Regions from separate parts of the Mus musculus genome. Here region 1 is linked to region 2. Evidence: chromatin contacts called from public HiChIP or PLAC-seq data. All regions are on one chromosome and are shown on one strand. Each heading gives the region's core, a stretch centred on a gene start, on an enhancer-like site or on the middle of the called end of the contact. The rest is flanking DNA. Distances are from core to core; before and after follow the strand shown.

What was found. HiChIP or PLAC-seq counts read pairs in DNA pulled down with a chosen protein or histone mark.
Region 1: a contact with region 2 is called in an H3K27ac HiChIP or PLAC-seq map of heart atrium, with 8 read pairs. The contact joins two enhancer-like sites. A contact is called at or near these places in 1 of 484 Hi-C or Micro-C datasets (liver) and 2 of 115 datasets of contacts at active chromatin or transcription factors (embryonic stem cells and heart atrium).

Annotation. Positions count from the first base shown.
Region 1 is chr3:152,026,442-152,032,382 of GRCm38.p6, reverse strand. No RefSeq gene overlaps it. Among named protein-coding and RNA genes, the nearest start is that of Gm31739, 41 kb to the right of the region's middle. Within about 2 kb of position 3,027, at least 15 of the 459 cell types and tissues checked have an H3K27ac peak or open chromatin away from gene starts, as enhancers often do. A contact at or near this core is called in heart atrium, where this site is marked.
Region 2 is chr3:151,849,676-151,854,850 of GRCm38.p6, reverse strand. The region is part of intron 2 of Gm31596 (a long non-coding RNA gene); the gene reads left to right. Among named protein-coding and RNA genes, the nearest start is that of Ptgfr, 15 kb to the right of the region's middle. Within about 2 kb of position 3,295, at least 8 of the 459 cell types and tissues checked have an H3K27ac peak or open chromatin away from gene starts, as enhancers often do. A contact at or near this core is called in heart atrium, where this site is marked.

The sequences.
Region 1 (5,941 bases), core at 1,778-4,277, 180 kb before region 2:
GAAGGAGGGGGAGGAGAGGAGGGAGATGAGGAGGAGGGGGGAGGGAGAGGAGGAGGATGGGGGAGGAGGAAGAGGAAAGGAGGAGAAGGAGAAGGAGGGGGAAGGAGGAGGAGGAGGAGGAGGAGAAGGAGGAAGACGAGGGGGAAGGAGGAGGAGGAGGGGACAAATGGCTCACATTCTCAAGGAGTTCATAGTGTAGTGTATTAAAACAGTGGAGACAGAGACTGGTTTACAATATGGAAAGGGCAGAGGTGGACATACACACCCCTGAGGGTTTGCTGGAGTCATGGGGGATGCAGCAGCCTTTTAAAAGGAGATGTCTGATCTGACACAGAATGACTTTTCTAGGAGTGGCAGTGAGACGGGAATGGAAGAAATGATGCGCTGTGACAGAGTTTCGGAAGACTAAGGGATAACTTGATCAAAAGCATAAGGACAGTACTTAGGAGACAGCGACAGATGCTGTCTGTGCATTCAAGGCCAGCTTCGCTACAGAGTGAGCACCAGGACAGAAAGGGCTATGTAGGGAAACTGTATTTTGAGAATCAGAAAACAAAGATAGGGAAACAAAGGTACGGTTGAGCAACAAGTGGTTAAAGGTTCCTGGGGTTTTGAGAGCAGCGCGATGGGGAGGAAAAGAATGGAGAGAGAGGCAGTGCCACCCATCGGAGAAGCTTGGAGTTCTAGACAGGATCTTCCACGCTGGCTGTCTGCCTGTCCATCTCTAGAACGTGTAAGCCTCATCTGCTCAACTCGTTGACACTCTTCAGAACCCCAGGGATGCCATGGAGCCAGCAGGCAAATCTGCTGCCCTCTTGAACTGTTATCTGAAAGGGGGGGGGGTCAGATCACGTGGTACTCACAACGAGAAGGTAAGGGGGATCAGTCTACGCACCTGGGAGAAGACTCAAAGAGACTTTCATGAAGGCGTCACCTCTAAACTTTTTTTTTTTTTTTTTTTTTGGTATGTGTGATCCAATGAGTCTAACTTGGGCTGTTCACAAGAGCAGAGGTGAACGGTCATTTATAGGAATTTGGGCTAAGAAAATACCTCTTTCTCTCCCAACAACTGTAACTCAAGGAGGGATAAAACCTAATGAGTGCTTAGCGCCTCCACGATGGAATGTTTATGGGTGCAATCTTGTGTAAGCCTTGTGCAGATAATCATAGCTGTCGAGAGTTCAAGAGGGCACTGGCCATGCCTTGCTTGGGAGACACCACTCCAGCTCGTTCTCTGGGCCTTACAGAGGCTTTCTTCCCAACCTGTCACAATATTTCTGAGCCTTGGAGGAATGTTGTCCCATTTTAGGCTGGTCAGACAGCAGTCATTTATTCTCTTGTCGTGAGTCTCTGAGCTGTTTTGGTGTGTAAGGTCATGTGAGAGGTGGTTAAGGAAGGAGATCTCTCTAGATCAGAACCTGGGGACTCTTAATAATTTCTTGGGGAGCCATCAAACCCGTATCTATCCAGACTGGTAGGTGGTCCAAATGCAGGTGAGTTCGTAGATGGCTCAATTGTTTTGCTTAACCTAAAGAATTTCAGGTGTTGGATTTTTATATGTTCAGATGCAGGAGACTCAAGCCATGAGCAGCGTCTCTGAGATGTTGAAACATTTGCAATATTTAAGAAAAACATTGCTGCAATAACTTCCCACACCAACATGGCTCTTGAATGATTCAGAGAGGTTTGCTGGATGGAACGGAGTTAGAGGCAGTTTGGGAAGTTCCCCATCAAAGGTCAGATAATATGAGAATATTCTTCCACACATGGCTGAGGAATGGGTAAAGCTTCTTCTTCCCAATTTGCCACTGACTTCCTGTTTTACCCCCACTGTTTTTCTAGGAAACAAAATGACTTAACCTTTGGCTGTTTAGAAATAGCATCTTTGGAGAACTACCCAGGCTCTAAGTTATAGGAAATCACTTAGATATAGTCATTCTGGGATGTAATATACTGCAGCACTGAATCACAACCCCAGCTTTTCTGTGAGTGCTCACCCACTTACCTAACTGTTAGGTAGAACATTTCTAGGCACCTAGAAAACATAAAAAAAAAAAAAAAAAAGAAGATCCCAGTTTCCTAGATTTTTGCAATCTGTAGTGGAGAGTTGTAGCAAGAAGGCACTTGGGATGATTGAATTCAGTCTGTGGCAGAGGTGAGATGAGACCTCTGAGGGAAACACATTCCTTCAGGACTTGGAGGCGATAAAATTGCTGAGGAAGGGAGTAAGGTTGGGGCCTCTTCTTTTCCATCTTCCACTCTAGGTTTTATTTCTTTTGAGTCTTACCACAAAAGAGCTCAGAGTGGCCCCAACATAGCAGGTTAGTGGTGTGATGGAACCACTATTTACATAGCTTCATTAGCTTCTTATTTGATTGGAATGAAAATATTCCCCACTGATGGGTGAGTGACCTAACGCAGCAGCAAGTTACTTGGGATTGCTTAGTGGCTCATGCTCAAAGCAGAGCACATTTGTTTACAGGAGTTGTGCCTTTTTAGGCAGGGCCAGCCACTTCGTTTGCTTCTTTTGAAGTCTCTTCTGCCTGCATTTGCTGGTTTGTGGCTGGGTGTTATCAGGGCAGATAACCACAGTGTGGTCATCTGTCTGTGGTTAGGCTATTAGAGAGTGGGAAGATGGCCTTGCTCTAATTGTGCACAATCATATCTCCACCTCCCTCCACACTTTTTCTCCTGGTGACTGTGATGGTTAGCTCTAATGATGGGCCTTCCACAGTCTAGAATCACAGCATGAGAGAGCCTCGTAGAGCATGTGTACATCAGGTTGGCCTTAGGGCATTCCTAGGAGGGACTTTTCTTAATTAGGATAATTGTTGTGGGAAGACCCAGCCCACTTTGGGAGGTACCATACCCTAGGTTGGGCTCTGGCTTATCTAGGGAGAGTGAGAATGAGCTGCGGACCAGGCAGGCATGAATTATTTCTGTCTTTGCCCTTAGATATGATGTGACTGAGTCATGCAGTGTGACCTCAAATTGTGAGTTCAGTAAACCTTTTTTTCCCCTGAGTTACTTTTGTTAGTGATTGTATCACAGTAATGGAGGTGACACAGGGACAGTCACCGACTTGTAAAGCCTCATGACAACGTGATGGAAACCAAAACTACAAGAGGTGTTTGTGATGCGACAAAAGCGACAGTGTGGGGTGCCCCTCCCCCAGTGACCGATCCCTCCTCAGCCCAAGTGAATCAAACCTCTCCCTCCCTCCCAAGATTCCTTTTTATAGAGGGGATGCTAGGCTGTTTGCCATGATGGAGTTCTCAGAAAGGAAAGGAAGACTGGGCAACAGCCTCATGGTGCAGGAGGATTGACCCTCCCTGCCCCCCAGCTTTGAAGTCAGACATGATAGCACAGTGGCAGGGAATAAGGAAAGGACAGGATTGCAAAAGGCATATTAGTAAAACAAGGCTCTTCTTTCCTCCCTCTCTGCTACCTTCCTCCTCCTCCCTTCCTCCCATCTCCTGCCCTCTCCTGACCTCTCTCCCTCCCTTCCTCCCTCTCCCTGTCATCTTGCTTTATAGAGCAGGATGACCTTGAACTTCATAGTTCTCTTGCCTCCACCTCCTCAGTACTGAGATCACTGGCACGACTTAGAAAAATGTGGGATTTCTTAATGACTTTCTAAATCTTGTTTTTAGTTATTTTACTGTGATTCTTGCATATGATGAGACTAAAATTAAATCACACTATGGGTGCACATAATATCATCATACAATTCCATGAATGTGTCACTGTGGACTAGTCCTAGCCTGGCTTATCTGTGGGTTTCTAGTTGAGTCTCTATTTTGGTGACTTGTGTGAACAACTCTCAGAAGAGACATGCAAGTTGTCAACAAGTACATGAGCAAACAGAGAACATTACCAATCAGAAGAATATAAATAAAAATCACAAGATAGCATCTCACCCTGGGTGGAATGGCTCAGAATGGGTACTGTTAAAAAAAAAAAAAAAAAAAAGAAGAAGAAGAAGAGCGAGAGATGGATAGACAGATAGACTGACCGACTGTAGGCTTAGATTTTTCAAAACCTACTTTATTTAGGATTCTCAAACTCTTTAACCTCTTCTCTAGCCCACTGACCAGAGGTAAGGGAGAAAGAAGGTCACTTCTAAAACAAACCCACATCCCTTTTCCTATTAACCTTCTCTAGAATTAATTATGTGTGTATGTGTGTCTCTGTGCAGATAAGTGCATGTGCATGCCAGTGCCCATGGAGGACCAAGGCATCAGATCCCCTGGAGCTGGAGTTACTGGCCATTGTGGGCTGCTAAGTATAAGTGCTGGGGTGGAAATTCAGGTCCTCTGGAAGAAATGTATATGTTTTCTTAATGTCCAGCCTCTGGGATCTGAGTTACTGAAATAGTCTTTTAACCTGAACCCCTACCTCCACTTTCCCCACTATTTTTGTGTATTTCTACCATATTGATCTTCAAAATGCTAGTTGGATGGCGCTATTTCTTGCTTACTTCCTTTCCATGGACCCTGTGTTTTCATAAATATTAAGGAGACGTGGCTCTACCCCACAAATTCATATGCATTTGGGGATATCTATTTACCTATTAATCTATCCTATTTACCTATATATCCATCCATCTATCTATCTATCTATCTATCTATCTATCTATCTATCTATCTATCTATCTATCTATCTATCTATCTACCTACCTATGCATGTATCTATCTAAGTGCTGGGTATAGAACCCAAGGCCACATCCATGCCAGGCAGTCTCTCTACTACTGAGTTGCATCCTAACCCCGTGCGGTCTTTAAGGGGCGAAATGCATTGAATGAAGATCATTAGGGCACAAAATAGCCCAATGTGACTAATGTTCTTGTGAGAAGAAGGCATTCATCAATAGTCAGGAGTCAGTGAGAAGATTGATACCGTCAAACCAAAGAGAATGGCCTCAGAAGAACCCAACCCACTCTCTACTCGGGAGAAAGTAGACTTCTGTTGTTGAAGCTGCCCAGACCTGGCATTGTGTTAGGAAAGCCTTAGCCGACTGGTGGCGGAAGGAAGACACGTATTCTATGATGCAGCTCCTAGAAAGTCCTTGATGATGATGGGACATTTTATGCTTTTCTTGATGCTTCAGAGGTTAGACCCCCTTTTTCCGTGCCTGCAGCCTTTGTTTCTACATTGGTTCCTGACCCTCACCTTTTTGAAGAGGTTCCCTTCTGTCTGTTGTATGTCCGTTTATGGCTGTGTGTATTTTTCTAACCCATTTATAGGCACATGCCTGCATGTGTGTATGTTCTACTTTTACATCATGTTTCAGTTATTGCTACCATTGCTCTGACAAAGAACAGACAAAAGCCACTTAAGGAAGGGTTAATTCAGCTTAAGGTTTCAGAGTGTAGGGTGTTAAGATGGAAGCCTAGGCAGCAGGAGTCTGAGTCAGCTGTTACATCATGTTCAAAATCAGGAAGAAGAAAATGGTGAATGCAGCCTGGACCATCCTCTCCCTTTTTCACTCATCCCAGAACCCAGCCTGTGAACTGTGGCCACCAACATTTTAGGTGGGCCTTCTAATCTTAATTGATTAAGAAAATGCTCCACCAGTGTGCTATGAATCTTGGTTGCTAAGTGCTTCTAGGTCCCATCATATAGACAATATTAAATATTACAGCCTCCCTACATTTTGTAGTCCTTGACATGGCCTGTCAGAATTTTCTTTGGTTTGCCTTGATAGAATGATAGCCCCTTTCCCTTCTTCCTTCCTTCCTTCCTTCCTTCCTTCCTTCCTTCCTTCCTTCCTTCCTTCCTTCCTTCCTTCCTTCCTTCCTTTCTCCTCTCCTCCCTCCCTCCCTCTCTCTCTCTCTCTCTCCCTCTCTCTCTCTCTCTCTCTCTCTCTCTCTCTCTCTCAAATAAAGTCAGAGTTCTTAATAACTTTAATGAGAGCAGCTAAATGTAAATGGGCTTTTAA
Region 2 (5,175 bases), core at 2,046-4,545:
TAGTAGAAAGATGTCTCAGTTCGTTCAAGGCGAGAGCGACAACCTCTGTTTTGGCTGTCCTAACCCTTCCTGGGCTGCAGAATAGCACTTCTTGTCACTGTAACAGTGCACCAGGGAGCCAGAGCACACGGTTTAAGAAGTTCTGTCATGTCTAGGCTTTGTGTTAATGGACAGATAGCATTTTTGTACAGTTTTTTAAATAATTAACTTTCAACTGACATTGTATTTGTACATATTTATATTTTATAGTGTGATCATACACGCGAACAATGTCTATTGATCAAATCAGGGTAGTCCATTTTTATCTATGGTTTATTCTTACTTTAATCTATCTTGTCTCTGTCGCTCTGCCTTACTCTGTGTGGTTCTGCTTGCCTGTCTGTCTCTTTATCTACCCTACCCTACTCTGTGTGTGTGTGTGTGTGTGTGTGTGTGTGTGTGTGTGTGTGTGTGTGTGTTAAGTGCATAGCCTGTACGGAGGCAGAAGAGAGCTATGGGTGTCTACCCTTGCATTCCACCTTGTCTGAGGCAGCATATCTGCTTCTGTGTACACTAATCCATCTGGCCCATGCCTTAACAGGGATTCTGCTGTGTCTTTGTCCATCTTCCCACAGGAGCCCTGATTGCAGAGGTTTACTGTCATCCCTCCCAGGATATAAGTTCTGGAAATTGTATTTCAGGTCCCCACATTCACGGAGCAAGCACTTTCCTTACTGAGCAGCCTCCATAGCTTACACCTGTAAGCACTCCTTGGGAAACCTTGGGGCTGTCGTTTGTGAATTATTGTGAAATACGCCATGTTTACCTTGTAATAAAGCTCAAGACCAGTTCCTCTGTCTACATGAATTGCTGATGGTCATCTAATATTTCTCTCTCTGCTCTGTCTTGAGTGACAGCACATGGTATTTGCCTTGCTATGTGTTGCTTACTGCATAGAAAATAAAGTTCCCTAGGCCAGTGGGTGTTGCTGCAAGATGACAGGATTCTGGTAATAGTCTGTTACATTTTCTATTTTATTTTAAATTTAAAAGCATATTTATTTACTTTATTTTCTGGGTACGAGTATTTTGACTGTATGGATGCTCTGCACTACCGGCATGCCTGGTGCCCGAAGAATTTAGAAGAGAGCATGGTATTCCTGGGAATTGGAGAGTTACAGTCAGATGTGAGCTACCCTGTGGTTCTGGGAACTGAATCTGGGTCCTCTGCAAGAATAGAAAATACTCTTAACTGACAATCCACCTCTCCAGCCCCAGTAGTCTGTCATGTGTATATTGCATTATCTTTATCTACTTGTCTGATGATTGAAATCTGTGTTGACTCAGTGTCTTGGTTGTTGCAAATCATTCTTTGTAATTACATGGGGAATTCATGTATCTCTTTAATATACTGATTTTATTTCCTTTGATGGATACACGGCAGTGGATTGTATGCTAGATTATACAATAATTTACTATCAGTTTTTTTTTTTTTTGAGGAATATCCACACTGTTTCTCATAATATGTGTGTTCTACATTTTTATCAGTGGTATATAAGAGTACCCCTTTCTACACATCATATTAGCCTCTATCATTACCTTCTGTGTTTGGTACTGGGATGATCACAGGACTGTGCATACCAAGTAAATGCTATGCTACTAAGATACAACCCCTGCCTTTATTTTAGGGTCCTTTTGTAACAGAGGTGATGACATAAATTCCATGGTGATGAGATTTGTTCATATGCTTTTTGGCTGTTTGTAGGACATTAAAAAATATGTTTTTGTAACTTTGGAGTTCTTGGGTTCCATATACACTGTTGGTCAAATAGTTTTCACTTTTTGCAATATCCTGGCTGTCTTTTTAGTTATGACTGTTTCCTTTACCATGAAGGACTGTTTGAGTTTGGTTTGGTCCCTGAACCCATGTACTAAACAGCTGATGTGCAAGTTGGGGACTAGGAGGTGGTAGGAAAAATAAGAGGTGGGGTCTAATGGAGGACATTTTAGGGAACAGTGCCTTTGAAGGGGATGGTGGAACCCTGGCTTTCTCTTCATTTTGCTTCCTGAGTCATGAGGCAAAGTTTTTGATCTGCCATGTTTCCTGTAGTGATCTGTTTTCTCTCCGTGAGCCTAAAGATGTAGGACCATTGAATTGTGAATTGAAACCTACCCAACCCTTCCTCTTCATAATCTCATTAGCTCAGGTATTTCACTTCAGTGAAGAACAAAGAATAGCACTCGTTTTGGGTGTTTGTTCATTTTTGCTTATGCTTTTGGGATCTTATGTGAAAAAAAATCTTTGTTTGTACCACATCTTGAAGAAGTTTCATCATGGTTTGACTTTCTTTACTTTCCCCCTCTGTCCTTATTTACACCCTCCCTCCCTCCCTCCCTCCCTCCCTCCCTTCCTCCCTCCCACCCTATGTCCCTTTGTTCTTGCATCCTCCATCTCCCCTCCCTTCCTTCTCTCTTTTCTTCCTTAAATCTTTGTGGACCTTTGATATTTTGGATTGTCTTTGGCTACACTATAAGATACAGGCGTAAAGTATAATCTTCTGCATTTTGGGTATCTAATTTACTGAAGAGGCTATCTTTTATCCATTGTACACTTGTAGCACTTTTTCTAGACTCTGCTGGTTGCAGATGCTTGAATTGGCATCGGTGTTCGTTCCTCTGGGTGTTGGTCTATGTGTCTACTATTATGCAGGTATCATATTTTTTTGACAACTAAAGCCTTTTAGTGACTTTGGAAGTGAGGTAATACAATGTCTCCTGCTTTGTCCTCTTTGTTCAAGGCTGCTGTGGCTGTGAAGAAGGTTGTGTGGTTTGCTGCTTCTGTGAAGGCTGTCACTGATGTTCTGATAGAGACCACACTGTGGTGATGGCAATGTAGGTCGCTTTGCGAGTTTGGAAGTGCTACCATGATTCTCTTAATCCATGGACAGAGATGTCTTTTCATCTTCTTGGTGTTCTCTTCAACCTCAGCCACATCCTCTTCCTGATGTCTTTGCTGTGCCCGATACATCCTGGCAAACGTACTGATAACTTTTATTTGGTTTGATAATTAAAAGTTTCCTAATTTCTTCTCTCATCAATTGGTGTTTCAGAAGTTGTTTAATTTTCCTGTGTTTGTGTAATTTTGGCAGTTTTCCCTATTGATTTCTAGTTTTATTCCATTGTGGTTGGAAAAGGTACTTGGTGTGATTTCAGCTTTGAAAACATTTGAGATAATTTTGGGACACGGTCTTAGTCTGAGCTGCTGCCAGCCTCAGCTTCATGCTCCTCATGCACCTCTCAGACTCTGGGACTGAAGGGACAGTCAGACATGTGCCACCACTTAGAGCTTAAAATAAACCTTGGGTTCTCAGTGCAACAGCCCACACATATTGTCTGCTATGGACTCAGCTATGTGGGATCACTGTTCTTGGCCAGTTTGTGGTGTATGTTGGTAAACACAGCTGCTTATTCCTTGAGGCACTAGGTGCTTGCTTCTGTCCACATCCTTTGGCTTTATGCCTCTAATTCTAGTGAAACTCTGGTCATTTCAGCTGAATCAGTACTAGATAGTACCGTAAGTAAGGAAGTTTGGCTATATGTGACTGGTGTGTTGTCGAATGTTTATACTGGAGCACCAAACAAGAATCAATCCAAAAGCTGCTGTTGGTAATGATGTTCAAAACAAACTTGGAGTTCTTTACAGATTCACTTGCGAACCCTCACCAGGGCAGCCCACAGGTCTCACCCACAGTTATTAGTCTGTGACCAAGTGCTGCAGGGAGCTGCCTGCTTCTGCGCCTCAATCAAGGAGGGACTGGGTTTACGTCCCCATATCATCACTTGTTATCCAGCTCTTTTTTTCTTTCCCCAAGAAGATAATTGCTCTGTCTGTTGTGATTCCTGAGGCTGGAGCATGGTAAGGTGGCCAGTCAGTGCCTTAGTCGCTAAAGCTGACAATAAGCTTGCTTGCTTCTGAGTCTTGTGGCTTTAGGAACCTGCACAACCTTGGATAAGTGCCCCAGGCCCATTCCACAGCTGGGGGTGTGCAGAGTGAAACAGGAGACTTTCCTACAGGGACAGGAGTCTTTCCTTGGTGCTGGGGCAGGTCCAGACACTGTTTACAAACACTGGCCAGGGGACAAGGTGTCCCTGGATTCTTCCTGATTTTGGGTTTTACTGTAGTGAGCCTGACACCTCAGAGGTCCAAGATAGAGTCCTGTTTTTACTTTTTCAATCTTCCCCCTGCAGCTGAGAGTTCTGCCTGTGGTGTGTGGTGCTGCCTGAAGCTGTAGAGGGGTTCTATAAACAGTGGACTGCTCACCTGGCTGACATGGAGCTGGGGCAGGGGTGGGGTGGGGCTGGGTGGGGTGGAGCCGAAGGGCATTCTGAGCCCCATCCACCTTTTGTCCTCAGCATGGCTTTTCTGGTACAGGTTGTAAATTTAAATCCTGGTCTCACTTCTCTTCTCTCCCAAGCAGGGGATGTTCCCAACCATCCTGCTAGTGCATGGAGCTGGGAGAATGGCAGTACGAGTAACTCTTCCGATCTCTTATGCAGCTCTCTCCTCTTATGCTAAAACCAGGTCCTGGGATTCCCTCATCTAGTTTCCTAGGCTCCTGTAGCGATACTTTGGTGTGTGAATAACTTCAACTTGAAGCTTCTGTGGAGAGATGACTGATGGAAGGTCTTACCCAGCTGCCATCGTGCCCTGTGTTGCCAATGCTGTTGGTTTAAACTTCTATTTCTTTCATGGCAACCACCGAGAAGCTGTGTTTTACAGCTTCCAAAAGAACATTTAATTGAAGTCATACATAGTTTAAGGATTTTCTTTTGATTAAAAAAAAATGCCAACTTATTTTTAGATAGAACTTTTTTATCCCCCCCCTTTTTAAAAAAAACAATAAGGAAAATGATAGTAATATTAAAGCATTTATCTGGAATCGTCTGGCGATCTAGTTATAAATATTTTAATACTTGCTTCTTTTCTACAAGAATGTGTGTAGCAGGACCAAGGGCATTCCAGGCCAGGCTGGCCCTGCATAGGCTTCTGCCTACAGCTGCTGGGAACAGCTTGAATGAGGTGTTTGCATTCCAGGCCAGGCTGGCTGTCTTAGTTAGGGTTTTATTGCTGTGAACAGACACCATGACCAAGGCAAGTCTTATAAAGAATGACATTTGATTTGGGATGGCTTATAGG